Linked DNA regions of Mus musculus: region 2 is linked to region 1. The links are chromatin contacts, called in public promoter capture Hi-C maps. All regions are on one chromosome and are shown on one strand. The core of a region is the stretch at or near the end of the contact, and the rest is flanking DNA. Distances in the headings are between cores, read along the strand shown.

Region 1 (6,900 bases), core at 2,396-4,895:
GCTTCATTCAGTCCTCCAACGCTGGTGGCAGTAGAGAATCCAGGCTACAAGCTCTTCATTCCCAATGGTGGGTTAGCACTGACTGGCCTAAGGGGAGCTGGACCAGGGGCAGGCTTCCCTGTCACAACATGGTAACAAATTCCAAAAATGAACCTCTCAAAAGACAGGTCCATCCCTGTATCTACACTGGCCCTGGGGATCGAATGCAATGCCTGTGCCATGGTGTCTCCGTCACCTTTCATTCAGTAAGAGCTGCCGGATCACCTTTCTAAAAATGAAGCCCTAGGTCTGCTTTGGTCACCCTTAGAGTGTTATGAAGATACGCCCCCTTATCATTTCAGCTGGGCCAGTCAAATTCACTTATGGAGTCTGACCTTCCTGACCAACACAGCACACCTATTCCCTCTAAGACTCCATGACAGGTTTGGCCTCTGCTTAAGCAGACCTGTTCAGAAGTAAGAGAGTCCACAGACTTGTAAGAAAGCTTATTCCACTGTGTATTCATTCAGCTTGTGAGAAAACAGGGTACATGTTTTATTAAAGTGTTATCATATTTTAATTTTTTAAAAAAGAATATAATGCTCATGGGTAGGCCCAAGGGAAAAGCTGGACACAGAGCTCTTTAGGGACCAGTGCAATCGGCGTGGAGTGCAGTCGGCGTGGAGCAGAAAGGGAACTCAGGCAGTGTCCTTGCATGTCCAGCCACTGATGTCTGCTTCTTCCACTCCATCCTGCTTCCTGATTAAGACTAATGGTTGCAGCTGCTCTCTCACTATTTCAAGTCCCCGCTATAAAACTAAAACAAAAAACACAGGAAGGTAGAGACAGGCAGTGGAGAGGATGCGGACGGGGGCTGGCCTCCGATCTGTGCTTGCTCACAGAGAAGACAGTCAAAGCTGTCTAAGTAAGTTTAGCTGCAGGAAAGCTGGACAGCCGACTTTCAAGTGACCTCAGTCACTGCCTTTGCTGCACAGAAGTAGTAAAACTGCTTTGTAAGAAAGACTGACTGGGGATATTCTCAGGAAAAATAAGAAGAAATAAACTTTACAAAGTTCATACAAAAAATGAGCAATGCTCATTTGGATGAAGACAAGTACAAAAATGAAAGAAATAAAATTTGAAAGGAAAAAAGAAAACCTGTCCTTAATCACAGATAGTCTTGTTGTAAATAAAATATGTGTAGATGACATGATAAAATAGTTGAGGGAGACAGTTAGCTCCAGTATCAATGTCCGCCATTTATTTTATTTTATTTTATTTTTTTAAAAGTTCATCAGGTAATCTTATAAAAAATGTGTTTTATGATATATTAGCCAAAATAATAGCATTATGGAAAGTAATGTAAAAACAATGTGTGAAGTTTTTAGGAATAAATTCACAAAATTGTTTTTAAAAGATGCAAAGATGACCTGATAGGAAAGAATCCACAGGAAGACTTCATGTCAAAAATAAAATATCTCCACATGGATCTACAGTCAGGGCAGCCAAGGGAAAAGAGGCCCTTTGAGGAAGATGCACGATTGGATTGATACCAAACTACAAACAGAGGCCCCAAGGTACTGAGCTGAGCTTCCAGCAGTATCAACAGGCAGCCTCCCCACCAGATGCCAAACTGTAAACCCCCCTCCCAATTTCACAGAGCAGTAAGAGAAAGATGGAGAAAGCTGACTGCCTACACTTAAATTACAATTCTTTTTCAAAGCATTACTCAAGAGCATTTGAAAAGATAAAAGCCTGGCAATACATAATTGGCAAAAGGAGTCCTAGCCAAAGTATATGAAGAATTTTCCCCCAAGAATCCACAAAAAAAGTGAAAGTGGACATAGGGGAAAATCGAATTTCCTGGAAAGACTAACCAGGTGGTGATTAGAGTACCAGACAGTCTTCGGGTTTCCCAGGGGCCATCTTCTGATCTGCTAAACATTGTCAAGTCTAAAAATGTGAAACATTGGCAAAGATGTGGCGTAAAGGGGATAGGTGCAGTGCACTTAGCAGACACCCTGACCAGGCCTGTGGCAAGGAACATGTCAGACCTGGGAGGGAGGGCTGTGAACCCCTAGGGTACAGACCTTATCTCCAAGAACCTTACTGGTCTCATCTCAAACCAAAGGCATTAACTGGGGGTATGGCGGGGAGGGGGGGACGGAGGGTGGATGGGACTCAGTTTTGTAGAGCAATCTACCCAGCTATAGGCTTCACCACTTTAGTGCCTCAAAGCCACACCAGAGAAAGAAAGTTACAGCAGACCCTGCTTAGGAGCTACCATTCGTCAGGAACCCAAACAGATCAGGCTCCCTCCATACACTGTTGATGCATGCTGCTGGGGCAAACAGCTTCTCCTGTCAAGGGGAGACGTGTTTGAAGTGCACCTAATCTGCCTTCATCCTATTTTATGATATCTGTGGTCGGGAAGTAAGATGTCGATAAAATTATTCTAAATCACAAAGCTTAAATAAATATAGCGCTGGTGTGACTAACATTGGTGGGTGAACATTTTCTGTCACATTCAAGGGGTAATCTTATTAAATTTGGAAAAGACAAAATGAAAACCAAAGCCAGCAGCAAGCAGGAAATGAGCACAGCTGGCCAATTCACTCGGCAGCATCCTCTGCAGCCAGCAAAGCCAGCAGAGAGAGTCAGGATTTGCCAGAACTTGAGCTGCAGGGACTCAGGGCTGGGGGCTCTGGGAGCTCCCTGGTCTCTAGGGGAATTCAGGGTACCCTCACAAAGGAGGCTTCATCCTGTACCGTAGAAAGGCACGGGTTTTCGACTGATTGGCTTCCACCCCTTTCATGTCCACGGTACGTGGTTGAGTATCTTTCCCCACGTGGGCTTGTCTCATGTCAAGCTTCAGCTGTTCCTTTAGCCCAACATCTGCTCTACCTCCGTGTCTTGGACAAAGGAAATGTCCCTCCTTCATTTTGCTCCATGAGAACATTTATCTTCCGGGGATATCTTGCACGGTTTCGCCTTCCCTTCCCTCACCCTATCTGGAGCCTCTCTGACTCTCTAATATCTACTTCTGTCCTGTTCTTTTGGGGTTCTCATCACATGCTTCTTCTTGGGTACATGGGCCTCATGTGGTGATGCTGTGGTCCCCTTGTCCTATGTAAGGCCATAAAGCCAGATCTGAGTATTCTCTGATGTCACTACATGGCTCAGAACAGGGACACACAACTGACCCTGGGACTCCAGCATAAAATTTCAGTCTGCACCCCAGTGACTCCACTTTTCTTCCATATCTTTAATCCCCCTTCCTTCCATTGACCAAATATCCTGCAAGTCACAGCCATCTGTCTTTATACACCTGGTCAGCAAAGGCACGTGACTGTGGGTGTTGTATTTTCTTCCACATAATCTGATATATGAAATGGTGTAATTTCTGTGTGATGTGTACTTGTTTGTTTAGTAAAACATAGGATACGAAGTCACAAAGCTACGTTTAAAGAAGAAATATTTTGGGGCCCCTGAACGGAACCTATGGCAATAAGAGCTGGGATCCAGGGAGTCTGTTTCCTTGGCTTCTGCCTTCACCTCAGCCTGAGGCGCAGGGTTCATTGCATTGGCTACATTTAGTTCTGAGTACCCTGCTGTCTGCAGGGGCACCAGTGTAGTTATGGGAGATGTATCAGACTCTGCCCAACAGTGGACCTCCTGTGGAGACAGGGACTAGAACAGGACACAGAGCTGGGTGTCTCACTGTGCTAAATGGGGGCAAGTGGCCAGGCTGGTTCGTAAAGTCTGAGGGGGACCAGAACGCACAATGCAGGAACCCATTCTGGCCTCAAAGGCAAAATCCAGCCTTAGGGATTGGGTCCACTGCCCCCTCCAGCCCCGTGGTGAAATCGAGCCGATACTGGACTTGGTTACTTCAGACTTACCTCTCTAGCCACCAACTTCCTCTCGCTGTAGTCTCCCCTGCATGTCCTCACTGGAAAGCAAAACAGAGCCTGGGTTCAATGTCGAGTCCTCTTAGAAACAGATGTGTATTGAGTGGCCCGAGCATGCCAGCATGTGGCATTAATTTAGACTGCATTCACTCTGTAATTGACCCCTACTTTATCGACAATCAGGCTGACAATACCCACCCCCCACCTTCCGAGTTGCTAAAATATTTTAGAATCCATTCCAGAAAATCACTTTCCCAGATTTCTGAGTAGCAACTGTTATTGATTTCATTGCATTCACCCAAGTAAACAGAATATTTTGAATACTTAATACGTTTCCCATTATTTAGCATCACACAAACCAGATAATGGAGGCTTGTAGTGAGCGAGATTCGTTATAAGCCGCACTGGCAAATCCTTCTGGGCCCATCCCGAAGCCAGTTCCTGGAGACACAGATGCACAGGGCTCAGGTCTGGGAACCCTTTCCTTCATAGCTCAGAGCCATGTCTACACTGTAGTCTATACAGCTGCCCTGCAGGGCCCTGGCCTGCCAAGTGTCACTAATGAAACCCTGGGGAAAGAATTGGCTGAATTGACCCCTTTGAGCCTCCTTTCATACACAGAGTTCTGTGCTTTCTCCTGTCTGGCATCTGAGGTAGAGATGAAAGACCTCCCTGAGCTGCAACGAGGACCCAGGACACATGAAAATTCAGGATACAGTGTAGGGAACCAGCAGAGACCTTGCTGTCTCATTGTGAGCATGCGTGTCCCAGGGAGGAGCGAGTTTTCAGTGCAACAGGGCAGGTGGCAGGCACACCCGGGAGGATGGAGGGCTAAGAGAAGGAGCCCTGGATGTGTCCTTCTCGGGATAAGTCCTTTCTAGGAACAGGCAACCTTCTGTGTTTGATGACACAGTTAGTAGGAGTTTTGCTGAGGTTGCATATTTTAACACATTTATCCTGCTGTGCTGCTGTCTGCTCCTGCCTTGCATCTTTTCTCAAAACATCAAACTCGGAGAGATCCAGATGACCCAGATGGTTTCCTAACACTGACCAGGGCCACCCTGGTCACCACCCTCCACAGCATTCGGTCACCACCCTGGTCACCACCCTGGTCACACCACCCTCCACAGCATTCGGTCCCCTTAGAGTGCCTTTGGCAACAGTCTTAGATATCACACAAGGATGAATGGTCCCCTTTACCAGTGGCATGGGATAAACAGAAGATTTAGTTTTCTCCTTAAACATACCTTGCAGCTCATTTCAGCTCCCCCAGCCTTCTCCCTGTCCCAGCCTGACAGAGCACTGTATGGACCACTTGTCTGAAGACATACCCAGCCTTTGCCCAGAGGGCAAGTTGTTAAATCTACATCCTGATGCAGACACCCTCAGTCAGCACATGGGTGACCCCCCCCCCGGGGGTGGGGGGAGGGTTCAGGCTGGTGGTGTTCCCACAAGGCTCTGTGGAGTCGTGTAAGAAGAATATTGACATGCACTTCCCTTTTGAATATTGCTCAAAATACTTTACATGTTTTGCTCGTTTATCTCTTGGAAGAATCACCTTATTTAAATCTACCAGTCTAACATTATTTGATAAATAATAGTCCATGTTGTCATAGCTTTGACCACTTCTTCACTCTATTATTAGAATGTTTTTATAAAGGCATCAGATCAAACAAGAATCAAAACCTAAATGTTGATTTTTAATATTTGTACATAATTTTCCTACGTGTCTGACCTCCCCAGGTAGTAGGAACTGTGTCCAAGCAACATCCATCAAGAAAAAAAAAATCTTTGATTTCCTCTGTACAGACCCAGTGACAGGAAAGGTGAAGTTCACAGGTGAGACCGCAGAGCCAGATCTTCTCAGAGCACAACAAAGTCCATAGCCTTCCCGAAAGCCTGTACGAAAGCCGAGAAAGTGGCTTTACTCTCCCAGGACAAATGAGCCTGGCTGGCCCCAAGCCCAATTTTCTGGAATCTGGAATGACAGTGGTATTGATTGCCCAACAATCCTGTGGTTTTTGAGAGCCCTGGATTGAAACTAAAGGTGTGTGCTTCCCCCAAGGTCTTCAGGTATGTTGCACTTAATTCATTAAGGGTACTGGGATCTAGCAAGAGGTTGCAGGAAATGGGAATGGCCACCGTCAGCAGGCTTGGATGTGCAGCCGTTGGCTTATTGCTGGGGTTGCAACTGTTGAGAGAAGACCCTCTATTTGACACGGGTTCTGCTACTTTTTCTCTTTTCCAAATTAAGGTCAGAGAAGAATGACAAAATCAGAGTTATGCAGTTGTATGAATAATCGTCCAAGTGTTTTATTCCATGTGCTCACATAGGTCATGCAGAGAGAAATCTTCTATACACTTAATTTGAGTTGAGTTTTGTATTTATGAGGGGTCAATTGAATGGTGATATGGAGCGCTTAGAGTTTCAAGTCTGACTTTCTGCGTATAGGAGAGCTGAGCCTATGGAGGCCATTCTTGGGGAAGAAAGAAAGCACTAAGGGATTCTGGCTTAGATTACCCCGCCCCCACCCTCACCCAACAGGCTGCAGTGTAAATCTGTTCTGTGAATAGAAATGTCTTAATGTTTTGAGAAATTCAGCATAAAATGCAGACACTATTGTGATAGGAAGTCCTTCAAACCATCACCAAAGCTCACATTATCTTATGAATATGCAACACATTGATGGTTACACTATTTAGTCTTAGAAAGCCGCTTTACTTCCTGAGAAAAGCGTTTCGTTTTCCTATTTGCAAAGTTGACAACGTTGTGCAACGCACTTCCCTTCTTTGAAGAACCGTGTGACAGGGTGACTCACAAGCAGAAAGTGTCTACCAACTCCCAAAATTTTGAACAGCTCAGTCCAAACAGCTCATCCTAGAGGCAGTGGCAGGCATATCTACCCCAGGAGTCCTCCGTTTCCAGGCTCCCCACCCCTACCCCGGTAGAGATTCTCTACCCTAGCTGCAGGTGAGGAGCAAGAAGAGGGGAAGATGCTGGAAGTTCCAG
Region 2 (6,900 bases), core at 2,341-4,840, 280 kb after region 1:
GGCAGGTTGAAGTATCCAAAGGGAGATACTATAGTGATTTTGAGACTTTCTCCCCAGCTTGGCTGTATAACACCAATAAGAAAGCACGCCCTCCCCTCAAGCCTTTCCAGCATGGAACATTCTAGAACTTCACCTTAGTTATGGGGAAATATTGAACAGGGGCACACCCGTCATAGTATCAAGTATCTTAGTAGAAAACTTTGGCTCATAGGTCTTCCCATGGTACAAAATAAGGCATCAAAGAATGGGAAGACGGAAAGGACTTACACAGTTTTACACATGAGGTAGAAAGACACTTAGAATTCTGTACAGATGCCATTCCTGAATTCTTAGAGAGCTATATTACTACATTTTTGTTAGAAAGATTGGACCAGTAATATGAGGTAATAAGAACCTCCTAAAATATTTATACAGTTTCTAGTACATTCTTAGCATACTATTTTATATTGACAGTAAAATCAACAGACTTTCTATATTTTCTTGTAGTCCATAAAGGTATTGTTTATGAAAGATGACTGTTCATCTTTCTAATGATATTACTGTTAAGTAGCTAATATACTGTAAACAAATATGATTATTCATTTTAAGACATGCTGTTTATACTTAAATGTATTATATGCATTACCATGAAGAAAGAGAGAGTTTAAAGTAGTGATTCTCAACTTTTTAAAGGCTGTGACCCTTTAACACAGCATGTTGTGGAGATCCCCTAACCATAAAATAACTTTTGTTGATATTTCATAACTGTAATTTTGCTATTGTTATGAATCATAATGTAAATATCTGTGTTCTCTGGTGGTCTTTGTGTTGGTTAAATTTTTTGTCAGTTTAATACAAGCTAGAGTTATCTAGGAAAAAGTACCTTGATTGAGAAAAATGCCTCCATCAGGTTGCCTGTGGGCAAGTCTGTATGGTATTGATTGATGACTAATGTCCAGCCCACTGGAGACAGTGCCACCCGTGAATAGGTGATCCTGAGTTTTATAAGAAAGCAGGCTGAGCAAGTCATGTGGAACAAGACAGTAAGCAGCAGCCCTCCATGGCCTCTGCTTCATTTCCTGCCTCCCAGTTCCTGCTCTGAGTTCCTGCCTTGGTTTCCCTCAGTTGACTGAAACTAGGGATACAGAAGCCAAATAAACCCTGTTCTTCCCAAGGTGATTTTGGTCATAGTTTTTGTCACAGCAATAGGAAAGTAAACCAGGACAAGCTAGAATATAGTTTCTTCCTATTTTTCTCTTTTTAGCTCATGAAATCCTTGGCAATAGACAGTTGCTCATTTAGTAAAAAAAGGAGTATATAAATTTAATAACTTTTCCTTCCCCCCATATAGATGCTAAACTAATAGAAATGACTTCAAGAGAATTACCTTAAACTTTTTGTAGGAATTTGTTTGTTGTTATTGGTGATACTGTAAAATTGTATAGTTTTAGATTAGGAACAATGTCCAATAATCATATAGGCTGACTTTATGTAAAGAGAACTGGGGTGACCGAGTAATATTCCAATCTATATTCAAAAATCCTTGTGAACTTGCATGTATGGTCTTGAAATCAGCCTTTGCTACCAAAAAAGACCCACCATTCTGGTAAGCAGAGAACTCCACAGAATTCATCTTGACATCATATAAAAGCTGAATATGCACAAATAGTGAATACGTCCCTTCAAACAAGTATTTAAAGTCTGGAAATGTTTATATTATATGAAATGAGGAATGCTTGGAGTCTTTTGACCATACAACTTTGCAAGATTAAACAGACACGTAAATTGTCTGATCTTTGATTGTCAGATTTCATGTCCAAAAACCAACCAGACACACATTTCCTCTATTGTTTGTGCACATAACTATCTCTGTAGTGCACTGAGTTAAGCACAATACAATTGGGTGATGGAGAGGAGTCCCACAAGGACTCTTTTTGTCTCACTGACAACCAGAAAGACCACAGAGGGATCATTTCATCACTAGCACTTGCTGTGCTGGTAGAATGTGAAGGGGTGGGTTCCGTTCCATTGCTGTTATTTGTCTTATTTCATCTTCAAACTTGAAGCTTTTGATTCTGTGAAGCGCTGTTTTAAACAGGTCTAGGTAAATCTAAAACAGTTTGGGATTAAGCAAAATATGATCACAATAACCTAGAAACTCTCCAAGTCACCATTGCACGGTGATTAGTGGTGCATAGATGTGCAGATACCAGAGTATGGTGGATGCTGACCTGCTAAAGGAGAAAGCAGATGGACAGTTGGACTCCCTATTGCCAGAAGAACTTCACGTCCCTTCTTACAGGGATAGAGAAAAGGAGGGAAGGAGAAGTATCCCATCTTATCTGCTTGAGATCTGTTTCTCAGGAAATCTTCCTTCGTCTTGCAATGCATTTCATCAGGATCCTATGTCTTTCAACTATATTGCATGCAACAAAACTAAATAAACTGGGGGGGGGAGCCCTAAACTAAAGCTAAAACAAACAAACAAACAAAAAACCCAAATTTGAAAATCAAATTGTTAGGGTCTCCCATAGCTCGTGGTCCCACTCTACCAGGCACTTGATCTGCTAGGGAAAGAAAACCAGTGAAAGGAGGGAGAAGGTGGTGGAGAGGGGAAATGGAGTTAGAAGTCAAGAACCGTGCAGAGCAGGGGCTGGCACACAGTGATCCCTTGCTCACCCTTGGCCAGTGCAGGTGCGCACCTGTAAGGCACTGCATCTTCGCAGCAGCCTGAGCAACTGCGGGTTAAAGATCAAGGCTTTTAATGCTTGCCTTCTCCCTTTCCGATGCTGTACTAAGAACACCTTTCCCCGATGTGATCGCCGACTTGGAGGACTTCCAGCTCCTGCCCAGAAAGCACCAATGAAATGGGAAACTGTGCAGTTGGTAATACTTATCACAAGAGGGAAAAAAAAAAAATCAGGCAAGTAAATTGCTGAGCCCTTGCAAATGTGCCTGGCTATTTCCAAAAGATCAAACTTTCTTAAAGATGCAGCTTTGAGTGGCAAGAGCTCTGGAGCCAACCAGGCCCCGGGTCCAGCGTGGTACAGCAGTGTCACTGCTCTAAGAACCTTCGTAGGCTGCTTGGGTCCCTCCAAGTGAGGGGCTTTCTGCAGGGCGCTCCTGCTCCCATCATCCTCTTCAGAACCAGAAACCTGCCTGTATTCAGCAGAACCCTTCTTCAGAAAGTCCAGACTCTAGATGACACTCAATGTTGAGGCAATCAAGCAGCTCCTTTTAAATAGCCCAAGATCTACATTTAGACAAAAACAGATCCCAGTTCCCGGTAAAGGCGTTTCTGCTCATCCTGTCACTTGTGACAGGAACGGAGGGAAACAGACTGCGGGAGAGGGAGACAGGAGAGGCAGAGGAAGGACAAGAGAGGGGGAGACCAGACGCGGGTGGAGACGTGAGGGAGGGGCGGAGACTGAAGACTGGGCCTGGAGGGGACAGGGGAGGGGATGAGAGAGCGAGAGGCGGAGGGGCCTGACGAATATCCGCGCCCCAGAGCGGCGCTCCGTGGTTCTAATTAAAGCGGCGCTCGGAACCCGGGGGACCCGCCTGACGTCGGCGGCCGCGGGAATAAGAAGCGCCCGAGGACAGCGGGACTCGGAGCAGCAGGGTGAGCGCTGTCCCCGTAGGAGCTGCGCGTCCTGTGTCCCTGCGCTGGACAAGTGGGGCTGGAGCTCATCAAGTAGTGTCGGGACTGGGGGACCGAGGAGCGCGGCAGACGCGGGACCTCTGGTGATCAGGTGCCCGAGGACGACGCGGGATCCACGGCGTGGGCGCAGGTGCCCGAGGGCAGTGCGGGGCCCACCGCTGGCAGGTGCCCGGACCTCTCAAGTCCAGGGCTGCCCATCTGCTCCGCGGCTCCGGACCTCGGCAGCCCCCGGGGCGTCACCTGTGGCCTCGCATCTCAAAGAGGTGTCCAAAGACCCCGCGCGCCGTCCCCGCTGTGAAAGAAAGTTGTGCGGCGGGCTCAGGCTGCGCCTGGACTCCGCGTGCGGGAAACTTGGGCGCCGGCTGCTGGGGCGGCGGGTCCCAAGACCCGCGACACAGGCCACCAGGGCCATGCGCGTGTCCGGGCGCCCGATGCTCCTTGCGCTGCTGCTACTGCTGAGCACGGTGGGGGACCGGGGACGAGCGCAGTCCAGGGGGCCTGCAGACCGGCAAACGCTGCTGAGGTTGCTAGTTGAGCTGGTCCAGGAGCTGAAGAAATTCCACATAGGAGACTCCAAGAGGTTGCAGCTCCTTGGCGAGTCCGACTTTGCCCTGGGCCGCAGAGAGGCCACGGATTATGGGGCAGACCAAGAGGAGCAGAGAGTGGGTGAGTGTTCCTCGGTGTAGAACTGGTGGAGGGCTTAGAGTGGGTGAGAATCCAGCAGTGTAGACCATAATATGAAAGAGAGTAAGGGGCGGGGGGTTCTGGCAGCGTAGATTTTGAAAGGCAGAAAGTCTCAAGAGGTGAGTATCTGGCAGCGTAGACTGTGGGGTCAGAGTGTAGAAGAGGGAGCCGTAGCAGTGTGTATCTGAGGAACAGAGTGGAGGAGTGTCCCGCAGCAGTGTAGACCACAAAGTACAGAAAGTTAATAAAATTGAGCTGTGGCAAGAATGGACCAGTGGAAAGTGGATGAGGATCCGGGCAGTGTAGACTATGAGGAACAGAAAGTGAGTATCCCAACAGTGTAGATCTGAGGGGGAGAGAGTTGGTAATTGGTGGGTGTCCAACAGTGCCAACCTACAAGGTAGAGAGTGAATGAGGGCCAAGGCTTTGGACCACGAGGACTGGAAGGGGTGGGGTCCTGAACACGTAAACAGAATTGATGAGACTGAGTCTTGACATATGGACCTGAGAAACCAAGGATGTTTGATTGCCCAGCAATATGACCTGAAGAGTGAGTGGGGTCCTGTCACTGTGGGCCCCAAAAGAGTTCTAGCCACACTGTGTACTGAGGAGCAAAAGTGGGTCTTGACAATATGGATGGAAGGGCTAACTTCCGTGTCTGAAAGACATATTAATATTTTTAAGAACTGCTTCTCAGAAACACAGGTTTAAAGATAAATCAACTTTAAATTTTAACAGGGTTTGTGTGTGTGTGTGTGTGTGTGTGTGTGTGTGTGTGTGTGAGAGAGAGAGAGAGAGAGAGAGAGAGAGAGAGAGAGAGAGAGAGAGAGTTCATTTTGTTTTGTTTTTTGCTTGTTTCTCAAGAAAAAAACTGGCAGGAACAAGAAACTGTGTGTGAGCCTCTCAGATAGCAATCCTAATCCACTTCCAAGATGTGCTAGTGCACAGTTCAGGACACTCTGCTCTTTGCAGGGGAGGCTTCCCAGTCCACCATTTCCAGCAGAGGCAGAAATGGCCAGCGCTTCCCTGATGGAGCCCTTCCCGGAGTGGCCCGTGGGAATTTCTCAGGGAAGCATACAAGCTTTTAATGCTTTCATGACACAATTAGGTCAAATATGATAGGGTCACTTTTGTGTAAACTGACTCAAATAAGGAGTGCACGAAGAAAGGCCTTGGGGAGTAGTCTCCATGTCCCTCGTGGAAGACTCGATGCCAGTGTCTCTCTTCAGCTATTGGGAAAGCGGAGAACAATATTTCTGGTAAAATGAAATGTGACATTACACAATCACAGAGAATCTACTTGCCTCATGTGGGTCAGAGACATAGAAATGATTGAAGAGGCTGAGAAATGAAGCAAAAACAATATCTAAACTCAGAAAAAGAAATCAGGGAACCAATGCTGGAGACCAGGTGCCCACTAAAAGCATGACTATGAAATGATGTGTGAAAACCTTTCTTTAGGTCCCCTCCTTTGCCTTATAAACCAAGGCGATGTATATTCCCATCTGTTCCCACCAGCCTATCAGAAAGCCCTAAAGAAATTTGATCCTTAAAACATTACCTACAATGTATATTGTTCAGTGACACATTTGGGGAGTTGAAGGTTCAGTTTTATTTCTTGAACTTTTAAATGCTGTTGAATTTGATTCCAAAGTTCTTCCGATTAAAGCGTTTACAAGTGATTGATCCACTGGAACATAACCAAAAAGAGAAAATTGTTTTTGTCATCCTGCAACTTTATGGCCTCCGAGAGAGAATAGACTGGTAATATTTGGAGCTTTAAGAGTAGTTAACGCTGCTTGAGAAGAAAAATCATGTCCCGACCTAAGTGTCCACACTGTATTTTGTGTAACTACCAAGTGTTCTCCTGTTTTATCCAGTGCATTGTAGTATGGATAATGCAATTCTCAGAATTTCCTCCACACTCACTTTATGACCACACTTCATAGGTTCTCTGTTCAAGTAATACGATTTCTCACCCCTCGTAGAGATTGTTCCTCGAGATCTAAGGATGAAGGACAAGTTTCTGAAACATCTCACAGGTGTGTGTCCCCTTCAGTCCTCTGCCCTCCCTGCTCCTTTGTGCCCTGAGTCTTTGTGACTTTCTTCCTCTGTGTTCCAGGTCCTCTTTATTTCAGTCCGAAGTGCAGCAAGCACTTTCACAGACTTTACCACAACACGAGAGACTGCACCATCCCCGCATGTAAGTGAGCACCCAGTAGACAAAACTCCACTCTTTCCTCAACGCAGTGGGTCTGCTCTGTGTCAGGCGTGGGGGCCTGAGTGTCTCCACCTGACTGGGTTGGGACAGGATGCCCAGACATTGGAGCAGATGGCTTAAACTGTCCAGCAACCAGTGCCACTGATGATAACCCATTGGATGTAATCAGCTCTTGCAGTGGGTTGACCCCTTCCATTCACATCCTCATTTGTTTATGAACTCTGGCACAAAGTCCATATTCTATTCAGCTGAACATCACACAAGTCAGGTGTGAGTTGCTTGGGTGTCTGCTGGTGGTCAGAGTGTTGAAGTAACCAGCCTGGTTGGCCTGAGGTTCTTTGATCAAACTATTCTG

Evidence for each region. Promoter capture Hi-C pulls out the DNA fragments that hold promoters and counts their contacts.
Region 2: a contact with region 1 is called in a promoter capture Hi-C map of second pharyngeal arch cranial neural crest, with 9 times the contacts expected there. The contact joins the promoter of Alkal2 here to the enhancer-like site in region 1. A contact is called at or near these places in 28 of 39 promoter capture datasets (the 3T3-L1 cell line, 3T3-L1-derived adipocytes, the C10 cell line and 16 more), 11 of 15 datasets of contacts at CTCF or cohesin (CD8 T cells, the G1E-ER4 cell line, the NIH/3T3 cell line and 5 more), 282 of 484 Hi-C or Micro-C datasets (the 3T3-L1 cell line, 3T3-L1-derived adipocytes, the 63-12 cell line and 134 more), 55 of 115 datasets of contacts at active chromatin or transcription factors (CD4 single positive thymocytes, the NIH/3T3 cell line, PVALB interneurons and 37 more) and 5 of 9 other capture datasets (adipose tissue, embryonic stem cells, embryonic tail and 2 more).

The regions. Positions count from the first base shown.
Region 1 is chr12:30,600,261-30,607,160 of GRCm38.p6, forward strand. No RefSeq gene overlaps it. Among named protein-coding and RNA genes, the nearest start is that of Tmem18, 19 kb to the left of the region's middle. Within about 2 kb of position 3,646, at least 13 of the 459 cell types and tissues checked have an H3K27ac peak or open chromatin away from gene starts, as enhancers often do. A contact at or near this core is called in PVALB interneurons, SST interneurons, craniofacial prominence and 3 more, where this site is marked.
Region 2 is chr12:30,880,734-30,887,633 of GRCm38.p6, forward strand. It overlaps Alkal2 (ALK and LTK ligand 2), which reads left to right and starts at 3,591. Exons shown (of 5, transcript NM_001159743.2): 1 at 3,591-4,306; 2 at 6,313-6,366; 3 at 6,447-6,527. The coding sequence starts at 4,051.